2 separate regions of the Danio rerio genome follow, and region 1 is linked to region 2. Evidence: chromatin contacts called from public Micro-C data. All regions are on one chromosome and are shown on one strand. Each heading gives the region's core, a stretch centred on a gene start, on an enhancer-like site or on the middle of the called end of the contact. The rest is flanking DNA. Distances are from core to core; before and after follow the strand shown.

Region 1 (7,073 bases), core at 820-3,319, 130 kb before region 2:
TTTATTCTTATATTTTTATTGAAGCATATAACTGACAAGTATACAAGATTACACGCTAACATATGTAGCAGTCATACAAAACTTATTGATGCAGAACATACATTAAATAAAAAATGCTACATGGAGGGATCCATCCTGTTTAAATTATTTGGTTGTACAGATTTGGTTTTTTGAGGTTTTTATAGCCTTCTTGTTTCTTGTAATTGAGGTCAAAGAATTATTAACTATTTTTAAATCTTTACAGAACAAATTAACGGAGGGACTAATAGACATTAATTTTGCCATGTGTGTGTGAAACTTCCCAAGAAAAATTATCAACTTTAAAGCATTATTGAGTGTATCATAGCCACACAATTTTACAATAAAAAAAAGAATCATGTATTCGTCAAAGGTAATTATATTGTAAAATTAATCAAAAATCAACCCTAAAACCTGTTTCCAAAAATAATCAGAAAACTTACAAGTATATAAAATAGATGTAAACAAAAAGAACATTGTGGTGAAATGCCTTTTTAAGATGTATAATTTTAAATCAATTAAAATTATTTTTTTCTTGTTGAACATAACCTATAAAGGTAAAAAATATATATAGTTTCCATTTCAAAATGGCTATTTTGAATATTTCAAAAATACTACTATTTTGAATTAGACATTTTCTGACATGGAAGGTATTACATTTATTTATTTATTTTTTATCTAGGATACTGATACCACCAAGTAGAGTTTTTGGAATTTGCTTTAAGACTGAGTTATAAATAACATGAATTTACATCAAGTAAAGCAGTTTATTAGAGATGCTTTTCACAATCAAATTATAATCATTATTATTAGAAAGAATGTCCTGATAGATATAAATCTCATCACTGCTATTTAGTAAATCTTAAACAAAAATAATTCCCTGGTCAAACCAATCTTTTTTAAGATAAGAAATTTGCTAAACAAATAGCTTGGCGGTCAACAAAAAAAAAATGGTGTTTCAAGCATCAAAACAATCAAAAGCTATTTTTTTCATAGTATTTTTATTACAATTATTTTAATAAAATACATTTTAGTTTGATTTACATAAGACTGACACAAAAAGTAACAATGTTTATTTACAAATAAAATAAAAAAATAATAAATTATATGTCCTTTATGAAATGTTTTCACCATTTAATATTAAAAACTCCAAGTTTCATTCATTTTTTCATTTCATTTGTAATAAAATGTAGTAAATAATGCAACATTATTTCACCCGTTTTGACATACTACTTTCACAAACATTATTTGAAACATTAAATAGACACTTTACTTGCATTAGAATTGCTTGTGGGTCAACGAAGAAAATTGGGTTTCAAGCATTAAATCAATCAAAAGCGTTATTTTCTTAATATTACTTTTTTATCACTATTATTTTAATATAATATTTTGATATTTTATGATATGCATAGAACAAACACTAAAATAGCATTCAGTGCAACAATATTTATTTACAAATAAAATAATAATGACATGAAAATAAAATTAATTTCCTTTATAAAATGTTTTAAACATTTATTATTAAAAACCACAAGTTTTATTCATTTCAATTGTAATAAAATAAATAAAACAGCGATGCGGTGGAGCAGAGGGTAGCATGCTCACCTCACAGCAAGAAGGTCACTGGTTCGAGCCTCGGCTGGGTCAGTTGGCATTTCTGTGTGGATTTTGCATTTTCCCCAATGTTCGTGTGGGTTTCCTCGTGGTGTAAAAGACATGTGGTACAGGTGAACTGGGCTGGAAGGGCATCCGCTGCGTAAAACATGTGCTGGATAAGTTGGATGCTCATTCCACTGTGGCGACCCCGGATTAATAAAGGGACTAAGCCGAAAAGAAAATGAATGGATAAATAAACTGTAATATACTAAATACAGATCAGAATAATTTTTGATTACATTATCCATCTGTTATGTTAAATGATGGAACATTTTTTCAACCATTTTGACATACTCTTTTCCACAAGTCAGTTTTACTTGCATTAAATGTTTTCTATCTACACTATCTGACAAATAATAACTTGACTTCTAGTTGATCATTTGGAAAAGTTGCAGGTCAATTTATTTTTTAGATGAATCATCTGTTGAGCCGCATCCCAATCATCACAACTTCTACAGAAGACCTATTGGAACACGCATGAACCAAATATTCTCACCGAAATCAGTCAAGTTTGGTGAAAAAAAATCATGATTTGGGGTTACATTCACTATGGGGGCATGCGAGAAATCTGCAGAGTCAACCGCCTGAGGTATCAAGACATTTGTGTTGCTCATTACATTACAAACCACAAGGAAGGGTTATTTCTTCAGCAGCATAGCGCTCCTTCTCATACTTCAGCCTCCGCATCAAAGTTCCTGAAAGGAAAGCAGGTTAAGGTGCTCCAAGATTGGCCTGGCCAGTCATCAGACATAAACATTATTGAGCATTTCTTGGGTAAGATGAAGAAGGAGGCGAGGCATTGAAGATCAATGCAAAGGATCTTGATGAACTCTGGAAGTCCTGCAAGAACGTTTTCTTTGCCATTCTAGATGACTTTATTAATAAGTTATTTGAGTCATTGCAGAGATGTATGGATGCAGTCCTCCAAGCTTATGAGAGTCATACACACAATATTAATTATTTTACCACTGCACCATGACTTTATATTCTATACTGCACATTCTTTCTGTTAAGTGACAAGACTTTTATTTTGGTCAAATAAGTGTAATCTAGAGGCCTTTGCCTTTTATTTAAGCCACTTTTGATACCACATGATCAACTAGAAGTCAAGTTATTATATGTTGTTCCTAAAACTTTGATAGGCAACAAGACTTTTGTCAAGTAGTGTATATAAAATCACTTAATGTAAATGTAACTTTGTGCAATCACCAAAATGTGATGTTGTGTCTTTGACCTGTGTTGGCCTTCCTCATTGTGTTAGCAGAACATATTTAATAATAATGAAGTAAATGATAATGAAATGAAGTAAATGTACTGAACTGAACAGAGTTTTCTTCTTAATAGCTTTGAAACTTGTGACTGAGAGAAATGTGGTGATCAACTGTGTGTAGCTTCTAACAAATAAAACAACTTTTGCTTTAATTCCCAAAATGCACGCAGTACAGTTCACTGTATTACCATAAAAATAATTTAACTAAAGGACATGGACTTAAAAGCTGTGACTATCATTGATAAAACATTTCATAAAATCATCCACTTTAAAATCATAACCCTTCCGATGAAAACAGAACAAAGAAAACTGTTTACACATAATCTCAATATTCATTCATTCATTATCTTTTCGGCTTATTCCATTTATTAATCTGGGGTCTCAATAATGCTGTCAATTATACATTCATAATACAAATATTAAATAATTCCTTAAATAACACTGAAAAACTTGTATGTAGATAAGCTGTTTCATCAGAACTAGTCTCTGAACCTGTTAGGAGGAAAGAATAATAGTATTATTTATTACTACTCATGAGAAGAAAGAACATTATACATGATTTTAGGGACGTTCTATGACCGTTTAAGTTCGTCAAAACTCTTAATGGCAATCAATACATCTGATAAAGGCATAAAATTGTCCATTACCTGCACTGACACTGGCTGTGTTCAACAAACGGCAGCTCGATGATGCTCCCGGCCATATTCCCCTCCGAATCTGTGGCATACTGCTGTAACTGTCGTTTTGTTGAAGCAAAACAAAAAACGAAAAAAGACAAAACATGAGAAAACAAGACAAGACAAAACACGAGGAAAGGAAACGCTGTTATATGCTGAATTAAACATATCCCTATACACTAGCTTGTGTTGACTACCGGAATTATGGTGGTGTGTTTGGCCACATTCACACACACCATAGCCTCATCTGAACAGCATCCCCCACAGCGCTGTAGAGGGACACATGAGGGCACAACATGACCCAGTATCACCTCAGAGAACTCGTCTTCAACTTTAACCAGTGTTTCACGAGGCTTGCAAAGGGTGCTCATGTAGAGCTTCAGCATAAAAGAGAGAAATCGATGACTTAGAACAGTGTTTCCCAACTCTGTTCCTGGTGGCACACCAAACGTACATATTTTGAATGTTTTGATGAGGGGAAGGTAAAGATAACAATGGTAATTAATAAACTGTACACAAATCCTGGTTGCCTCAAAATTTAAAGCTGAATCAGATTAATCTCATGAATCTATTGAGCTTATTTTGTTAAACTGACTTAAAAGTGCTTGCATAACTTAAAAATTAAGTTAGAATATAGCATTGTTTAATAAGTTTCAATGTACTAAAAACATATGCTGTCATGACTAATTGTTTACATATTTTTACAGTGTAGTTACATTTAAAAATAACATGCAAATATAAAGCTATCAGCCTTTCCATGTTGACAATATTTGTTCCATTGGATTTTAACCCATAGGAAGGGTTTTTTCCATTGGTATTGCGACTCCTATGAACAGCATATGGCTACACACAGCATATGGCAAGCCATTTAAGCTTAAAATCTTACAAAGTTATTTGTTACAAATGCATTTTTAGTTACAAATTCATTACAGGGATCTACTATTAAATGATTACTCTTATCAATTCCTATTAGAAAGCCTATCTAATCAGTTCTTAACAATTACAATTAAAGAGATCTCTAAATTAAACAATTCCAGTTTAAAATTATTTTGTTTACTAGTCATGTAACCATTCATTTCCATTAATGTTTAATTATAGATCTCTATAATTGAATCTTTACTAAGAATCCTGATTAAACGGATATACAATTAAATTTGACTTGCATTGATTCAGGTTAGAGACCCCTCCTTTATTACTGCTACTTGTAATAAAAGAACACTCTAATTCAATTCATTTTGGTAAAGAAAAGCAATAACAGAGCTCTAAAATGTACTTTTTACTAGTAAAAAGTCTCTGTTTTTAATTTTTCAAGTAATAATTTAATTTACCCAGACATTAAGATTTGTATTACGGAGCTTTCTGATAGTAATTCCCATAGAATTCATATTAAAGAGCTCTCTAATCTTAAATGTTACCAATAGGCATGCAGTTCATGAGTAACTCTGCTCATACTTTTAGCTTCAAGCTGCTTTTCATTTACATTAAAACATGATAGTGAGTATCTGTGAGAGATCATACCTTGATGGTGAGGATGCTGTGGGATTAAAGATACAAAAATTTGATTAATATATTAGTTATTATGATTATATTAGTGATTAATTATGACAAGATTGTTCTTTTTGCTCATATATTTGTTGTTAATGATATTTCAGAAAACACTTTGCTTTGTACATTTTGAGTTTGCCCCAAAGTAATAATTGGGTATATGCACACAGATATTTAATTTCAGCCAGCCAGCCTCAGTGCCTCGTTCGCCACGTTTTAGGTCTGATTTCTTTAAAAATCTGTGATCTTCACTGCTGGATAGTTATACGATATAAAGTGGGTCTCAGACCAGGCAAGCACTGCATTAAACTTAATTTCCCCCACCATGTCATTAAAATATTAAAACCATTTATTTTACCCCAGTATTTTCAATGGAGTTTCTGTACTCGCCTGCTGATCCTGACGGCCCTAGCATTAACACTGTCTTTCAGCTCATTTTACACTTGAACAAAATGAATGAATAAGTCTATTTAGCTGATTAAATTTTAATTACATTACAACATCAATGCTGTAAAAGAAACCTTATAGAATTGAAAATTGTCACGTTATGCTTTCAACATTGGCTGAAAAACACTGGCTGTGCATAAAACCAATTCTCTCATCATTAACTTGCACTCCATTTATTTCAGACCTGTTTGAGTTTCTTTCTTGAACCCAAAGGAAGATATACTGAAGAATGTTAAAGAAAAACATCCAGTGTTTTTCTTCCTAATTATTGCAGAAACTTTCCAATATTCTTGTCTTGTCTCACGTTCAACATTAGTGTGAGGACATTTTCATTTCATTTCATCAGAATCCATTTAATTAAAGAGAGACGGATCCTAAATTAAAAACCAGTCAGCGATTCCAACAGTGTATATTAATAATTACAGGAAAGCTTCATTCAATTTCAGAATCACCAGCAGGTCACTAAAAGTTAAATCATAGCACGTAGCATTTGTATGGTACGGTATTGTCCATGAAACCTGAGAAACTGAGCAGAAATATGTGCAACTAAATATTTGTGGAGCCTATATTATTAAATTAGCCTACACAAAGAGATGCGATTACCTTAAGCACGTATGCATCTTACGTCAATCAGCACACTCTCTCTGCTTACAACGCCTACGCGTAATCACACACGCACTGACTAGAGTTTAACATCCTTCCGTGCATTTTAGAAACCACTCTAACTGGTTATACTACTACCACCACTGACTTACGTAACATTAAGTTAACCAAGCTAACAGAAAAACTTAACATACTGAAAATTAAGTAAAATAAAATTAAGTTCATTTTAAGTAAAAAATGTACACAATATATGCAAATTAATAATCACAACATATATATGCATGTATATTTTACCTGGGCTTGAGTCACCGCTGCCTGATGTTACATGAGATAAAACACAAACAGAAGAAAACCCCGCATTATTCTAGATGAATAAGTGCACTGCAAGACAAATTTTAGACTGACGTCAAATTCTGTTACAGTCTTCATTCGAAATCTTTTCCCCATTTAACTGTTAGTCATATTCTCATGATGACACTGTATTGCAAAATATATCCTGTCCTGAGGTGGTTATTTACTGCGTGCACTTTACCATAGAATCTACATCTAATTTGTGCTATTTCTAAATAATAGCACACATTAAATCATAGAAATAAATATACATTGTAAAATATTATTTCTACAATAAAAAAAGATTGATGCCCCTGGTGCTTTCAAATATTTCCTATGTATTCTTTTGAGAGTGCAAGTACAGTCATATGACCGGTGATAATGAAGTGAATCAAAGTTGATCAGTTCTCATGTAATGTACATGTTGACAGGGTCAAATTGTTAAGGCAAGGTGACTGGGTCATCGTACCTGTCAAAACAAGTGCCCAAAAATTTCTTAAGCACAATGGCATCAAAGGCCATCCTGT
Region 2 (7,208 bases), core at 2,370-4,869:
CAAGAAATTGTGAAAAACTAGGAGGTCTGCCAACAACTCTCTCTGTGTGTTTCGAATGGTATATATATAACCCTCAGAAGGGCACTTCATGACAATCAAAACAATCATGGCCTCCAAATTGAAATGTCGTTCCAAACAGAATAAATGATTTTGAGGGGTACAACTGTTGGATACTATAGAGCCCCATACTTCATTGTGCAGGGAAGTTTGGTGTCTTTCTCTACGCCCACCCACCCATCATATATCAACATGCATAACTTCACATAGAACATTACAACTGGTACATGAACAGTGTGCAAAAAGACAGAACATTATGCCAGGTGTAATTAATGATTAAAAATACAATCATTTTGAGGGAAAAGATTTAGGAAAAAAAGCTAATTTCTGCCCTCCCAACATCTAGTAAAACTCATTATAAAAGATTAAATGCCAACTCAGCCTCTTTTTGGTTCCTGGGGCTCTACATTTGTTGTGGAAATCTCTAATTGAACCAAAACAAACAATTACAATTGGCTAAGATTAGCAAAAAATAAATAAATTGTTTCAACTGACAGACTTGAATACTTTAATAATTACAAGTGAACGTTATACTTTGTAGACAAAATACCTATAGGATTTTAAGCCATTTACATTGTTTGACCATGATAAAGTATCCAAAAAACTAAAAAAAAAAACAAGTAGAAAGTACATTTTTTTCTCCTCATGCCACATTTTTTTAGTGGGTGTCAACCAGCAGATACTTTAGATTCTCTTTATCTATTCGAATTCCTCACTCCTTTAAAGGGATTTGGGCAAATGGATTGACATCAAATTTAAAGCAGTGTATGTCTGATACATAATATAATTCCTCCCCAAACCTCCCACTACCCTGTATAGTGCTCTTGCATTGGCTGATTTTGCAATTTGTCGCCGAATGCAATTCAAGTGCAGTCTGAACCCTCCATTAGTTCTGCACAAAAAGGGCAATTTCAGTTTGTACCTCCACAGCAACTCTTGTGTTTTGTGAACTCTTCAGGGGCTGCCAATGTCAATGTACGGTGGCACGATGATCCCTCCTCACCCTCAGATGGCGGAGGGTCCTGGAGGCCCTGTCTACAACGGTCTTCACACTTCTGACCCTGCCTGGAACCCCATCCTAAAGGTTGTACCCAACTCTGCTGAGAACGCAGACCCACAGCAGGTAGTTGCCAACCCCGACTGAAAGAGCTTATAAATTAGAAGCTGCTTTTTTGTTGTCCTGACTCTTGCGATCTTGTTGTTGCAGGTATGGCCAGGCACTTGGGCTCCACATGTGGGAAATGTGCATCTGAATCATGTCAACTAAACTGTGATCGAGAGGCCTAGGAGCAGTAACAAGAAACACGTTAAAAAGAACAAGATAATTACCTAATTACTGAGACGTGGTATTAACCTAGATGTGTCCCCCCAAAAATGTTAAAACAAGTTCAGAAATTTGAGAGACGGACACCCTCGATGTGCCTAACTAAAAAGAAAGAATCCAGTGTGGGATTTAACGTGTTTACCACGGTCTATGAACAAATCGATTGCCTGTTCAACAGGATACATACTGAGTAGTATAGCCATTTTGACATATAAGCCCCACGTAAAAGTGTTCTTGGTCGGCAGGGCTCAATAGGACAGTGCGCTATTTATACTTGGCCAAGACCTAGATGATTGCGTAAAGAATGAAATCAGACCTTTTAGAGTGGTAAATACCTGTATAATTGTTTACATACTGAAAAAAGGGTTAAAAATGAGAGTAAATTTCATGTCGTATAGTGGCTCTACTTTATGTAGCTTGTATTAATGTGAAATATTTACCTTAATATTCAATAAAAAGTTGGAAATGTATCTGGTGTGAAAGTTATTTCAGTCCGTTGAGTTTATGATACTAGTTGCCTGTTATGTTTTTAAAATAAGGCACGCTGGTACATTAAGGCACACACTGTACTAGGACTAGTTTGATTTCTAACTTCTCTAAGACATTATTTTGGCATGTAAATGGACATGTTTGCACATTTCTCTGTGTTCTGAAAGTCTGACCATAATGTCAGGATGACCTACCAGGAATTTAAACTTTAACCTGTAATATTACAACATCCGTTTTAGCTGTACTTATTTAAACTCTTTAAACCTTTTTTCTCTCTAAGACCAGTTTTACACAAATAAAAAGTCCTATTGCAATGCTATGGGATAGTAGATTTATTCTATCATTGGATAAATGATTTAGTTAATGGGCCATGAACTCACACAACCTGAGAACTTGCATTAAAACATCATTTTGTTTCATTAAACTAGATAAATCAGCACTTAGGTAACAAGTTTCTAGAAACTTCTTTGATTAGTCCAATATCTAGATGCAGATGTGAAGGCAGTGTTGAATGCTTTGATTATACTACATTTTGAGCGTATGGCAGTGTTGTAGTTTTACAATGCTGGGTCTCAGGGGTAGTAAGATTAGCTTTTGTACATTATGAATTTTATTTCTGTGTAAAGAATACTAAAATAAATGGGTTTTTTTTTTGAACGTTTCCAATTTTAAAACAGCTTGGTAAACATTGTTTGGAGTAACTTTTGTGATTACAAAATATAAAGTATATTTAAGCACATTTCTTTGTTAACTACATTCCATAATTTGTGAAATGTGTGAATTGTTTGAAGCATGCCAGTATCATTTGGATAGTTTATTTTTAAATCCTCCTAAATTTATAATGTGCTAGTCTTAGGGGGGAAATCTTACATGCAATGTATGAATTCTATTTCATGATTCAATTCAATTCATGTTTATTTCTATAGGGCTTTTACAATGTAGATTGTGTCAAAACAGCTTTACATAGAAGTTCTAGTAAATTAAAACAATGTCAGTCCAGTTTTCGGAGTTTAAGTTCAGTTCAGTGTAATTTAAATTTCACTGCTGAATGTCCAAATACTGAAGAGCAAATCCATCAATGTGCATCTCCACACATCCCAAACCAAGCAAGCCAGTGGCCACACTGGCAAAATACAAGCTTCACCAATTGACAAAAGTGAAGAGAAAAAAAATGAATAATTATAATTATTGTGTTATAGTTGATGTGTTTATAAAGCATTATACCCAGCAAACATTTAGATTTGCTCAATTAAAAATTTTAGCCCAAACAAACACAAGGTCAAAAACACATGTCCCTTTTTCACTTTATATGCATTCAATGGGGACACGTAAAGGGTGTTTTTTCTTCAATTTCGGGCTTTTAAAATGGTTAAGGTGCCAACAAATATAGGCAGCACATCTAAGCGTGATACAGCACAGCTCATGTCTTTCATGCAGAAAATGTCCAGATGTGCAGCCAGTTCAGGGAGTGAAACCTTGGGTCAAGTCGAGGTGACTATTCCTCAGGTAGGTCAGGCTTTTCGCACTGCACGCGTTGTTTTGTTTCACCGTGTCCTCGCTCCGACTGACTCGTGCAGTTCATGGAGCTTGCATTCCGTGAAATGGCTAAGCGCTTGCTCCTTATCGAGGGCCTCAGCGCTGTTAGTACGGAGTGTGATTGTTGTTTCTGATTGGCCGAATATGTCACGTGACAAATCTCCGCCCCCCCTCTCAATAAACATGTGGAGGACAGAAACACGCAGCGCTCCTAGTAAATGAACCGAGACTTTGCTGTGTGTACGTGAAAGACTCGCTAACTTTAAACAAATCATGTCAAACAGTGAAGCTTCGTCGACCTGCCCGATCCCAAGCCGCTCCATTCATGAGAAGAGCTGGTCTCCGCTTCCGGACAGTTACAGTCAGACACCAGGAGGAACTGTGTTTTCAACAACCCCCGGCGGTGAGTTATTTGACCTCGTGTATCATAAGTGTATTGTACTAGACGAGTGGTTTAGTTTTGTGCAAGTTTCTCTGCGTAAGTTACCCGTGCACGCTTTGTTTTTGTATGACGTGAGCTCGACTGCGCAATCATATGCCGCAGGCTATGCGCTGTTTACAACTTAAACAGTCCTGTGAGCAGTGACAAATCGATTAATTTTTTTCTCACCGATGCACTTGTGCTTCAAAGCACTTTTGCAATAGGTTTAAACCACATTTTATCTCTTTACTATACTGTCTAAAACTGAACAATTGCGTCGTAAAATAGATAGTTGTTTATGATAATTTACGAAATTTGATAAATAGAAATGTTTTCTGGACCTTAACGTTATCTATAACTTTTGTCCACCTTTTTTAAATTGCACTAACCTTTTGTTTAAATATATGTACAGCAAATTCAGGAGACAGTTTAAAAATTAAAATATAAATAAAGGAATGTTAATAGACTTTCTTGAACTTAAAACACATTTATAAACTATAACTTAACACCCAGATTCAATACTGATCACATGGGAAAACTCACATGGAGAAATGTGACTGCAAAGTTGGTTTAGTTTGTTACAGCACAATTTATTCATATAAACCTGTCAGCTGTGACCATATCTCAGGCACAATCATAATCATGCAGATCATATTGATTTAAAAAGATACCCTGCTATAACTCATTTTGTAAGCCTTCCGATTTGAGTTCATGTTTTGGATTTTTTCATATCAAGCCAACCCTCAGGCAGTCCAATTTCACTGGTTCTTTATGCAGAAAGGGCGATGTTGCTCAATTTCCTCGCTCCTTGGGTTACTACAGGACATCTAAACAGGGACGCCTTGTTTTAATCACTGCTTGCATGTATTTCCATTAGACAAACTTTACATTTACTTGGATGACACAACATGTTTTTCTGTATTTAGAGATGGAGCTGAACTCAACAGGAAGCTCGTTTCTCGAAGCAAAAATGCTTTCAGCTTGTGCCAACATTTTTTTTCTTTTCCCTTAAACCAATATTGATATCTTCCCTGCAGGAACTCGGATTATCTATGATCGAAAGTTTCTGCTGGAATGTCGAAACTCTCCAATCGCTCGCACCCCACCCTGCTGCCTCCCGGACATCCCAGGAGTCACCAGACCCTCACTGCAAATAATAGAGCAAGAGGAGGACAGCAAAGATCTGTCAAGTAAGAGACGCATCACTTGCATTAGTTTGTTTTTTTCCACCTAAGAAGAACATTCAGTCTTGTACTGTCCTATCTAACATTCTCTCACGTTGTTTATTTAGGACTGGGTGATATGGCAAAAATGCAATCTCGATAATTATTTTCCATATTGAACGATAATTATATTTAATTCGATATCAGTTGTTAATGTTTCCCGATTTAAAAGAGTACCTCAACATTGACTGAATCTGCAAAAATTAGAGAGTCCATTAACTGGCGTAACATATCTTCGGCCGATAAATTTTCAGTGGCCAAAAATTTGGTGCATCTCTAATATTAAACACTCTTCCAGATTCTCATTGTTGCACATTTCTGCTTTGTGATTGGCTGTTGGATCATTCGTTCAGTTATTTTCTTTTCGGCTTGGTCCCTTTATTAATCTGTGGTCGCCACAGCAAAATAAACTACCAACTTATCCAGCATACAGTATGTTTTACACAGCGGATGCCCTACCAGCTGCAACCCATCACTAGGAAACATCCATACACACCCATTCATACTCGTACACTACTGACAATTTTGCTTACCCAATTCGCATGTACCACATGACTTTGGACTTGTGGGGGAAACAGAGCACCCGGAGGAAAGCTCTTAGATCAATATGAAGTAAAAAAAAGGTCCAGAGCTTATCATTGTTATTGACATTAATTTTATCGCAATTCAATATAATATGGTTTATCGGCCCAGCCCTAGCGCAATGTATATAATTTTTCATTTACAAAGCTGCAGTGTTGAGCTAAACCTGTGGAACAGGTTTAATCATGTTTCTGATTGACTTCGTTTAAGTCATCAACTACATGAATGTCACATCACTGTTGTGTATAGTATGCACTGCATGTGACAGAGCAAGACCCACATGGGAATTTATGTACAGTAAATGAGACAATGGCAAAAAAAGTGGTCATGAGAAAGAGAATGCAGGATGCTGTAAACATCAGAGAAATGTTTACTTATAAATCATTGGTTTTATCTTTGGTGTAATATTTTATCTTGCACTAGAAATATGCTACACATTTTATCCAAAAAAAAAAGTAAAAAACAAAATGCAAAAAAAAAAAAACTATTTGTGGGGGGCTGCAAATTCTCACAATTTTTTAAAAATGTGCTGCATTTTTCCACAAAGCAAACAATTTACGTAAACGCTTTACTTTTTCTCACAACGCAATTTACAGTAACGCACTGCATTTTCTAATAACGCAAACAATTTCTGGAAATGCGCTGCATTTTCTCAGAACGCAAACAATTTAAGTAAAGCTCAGAACATGAAAACATTTCAAGGAGACCCTATAACATGACGGACCCAGCTATTTACGTTATGGTTATTTAGGCTAGTGAAGTACAAAAGAAAAGGGAATCAGGATGTTAAAATAAACAAACAAAAACTGACTTTTCCATGATCACCTACAACTTCACAGAACAATAATCACGGCAAGTCAGTGTCCATCACATTTTTGGGTCCACAGTTGAAACATTTTCTGCTGTGTTCCGTTCTTTACACAATCTGAAATTAGTAATTCATCTGATCATTTCAATTTTTTTTATGAGGCTTAAAAAATATTGACATTATAGAATTTGTATGGGTGCTGCAATTTTTGGATAAAGTCCTTGAAACTACATAATGTAATTGTTTTTTCATAATAATTTTTTACTAAATAAATAATAATATTTAAGTATTTGCATAAAAATATTTATTATTTTTTGCTTGTGTATTAAATGAAACATCTGGAGTCTGCACCTGTAGTGTGATCTGGCTGTCTTTCTGTAACCATACACTTTGATTAAGTGGTGCGAGAAGACAAAATACAAGTAGATTACCACATAATGAATGAAAAATGCATTAAATTAAATTTAAAATACTTTTAGGATAAAAAATGAAACATTTAGAAACTGTGTGAATGACATTTCATGCAGTAAATAACAGTTATTCTGTTTAATTTACCTTTAAATACTATACTATAAAATACTGTAAAAATACCATCAGATATAATGTAATGAAGTGGCAAGGTTTGCATGTTCTCTTTGTGTTCATGTGGGTTTCCTCCTGATGCTCTGGTTTCCCCCACAGTCCAAAGACATGTGCTATAGGTAGATTGAATAAACTAAGTTGTCAGTAGTGTATGATTGTTTCCCCATGCCAGGTTGCAGCTGGAAG

The links. Hi-C and Micro-C count contacts between places; a contact is called where the count stands out from the background.
Region 1: a Micro-C map of caudal fin shows a contact between it and region 2, with 4 times the contacts expected there. The contact joins the promoter of stx5al here to the promoter of eif4ebp3 in region 2. A contact is called at or near these places in 2 of 18 Hi-C or Micro-C datasets (caudal fin and embryo) and 2 of 4 datasets of contacts at active chromatin or transcription factors (embryo and gastrula embryo).

Annotation. Positions count from the first base shown.
Region 1 is chr21:29,621,013-29,628,085 of GRCz12tu, reverse strand. It overlaps stx5al (syntaxin 5A, like), which reads right to left and starts at 2,069. Exons shown (of 12, transcript NM_199630.2): 1 at 1,624-2,069. It also overlaps a transcript of rce1b not described here.
Region 2 is chr21:29,492,207-29,499,414 of GRCz12tu, reverse strand. It overlaps eif4ebp3 (eukaryotic translation initiation factor 4E binding protein 3), which reads left to right and starts at 3,619. Exons shown (of 3, transcript NM_001007354.2): 1 at 3,619-3,809; 2 at 4,865-5,017. The coding sequence starts at 3,680. ankhd1 (ankyrin repeat and KH domain containing 1) reads left to right here. Exons shown (of 35, transcript NM_001199768.1): 34 at 1,016-1,180; 35 at 1,265-1,851. The coding sequence ends at 1,324.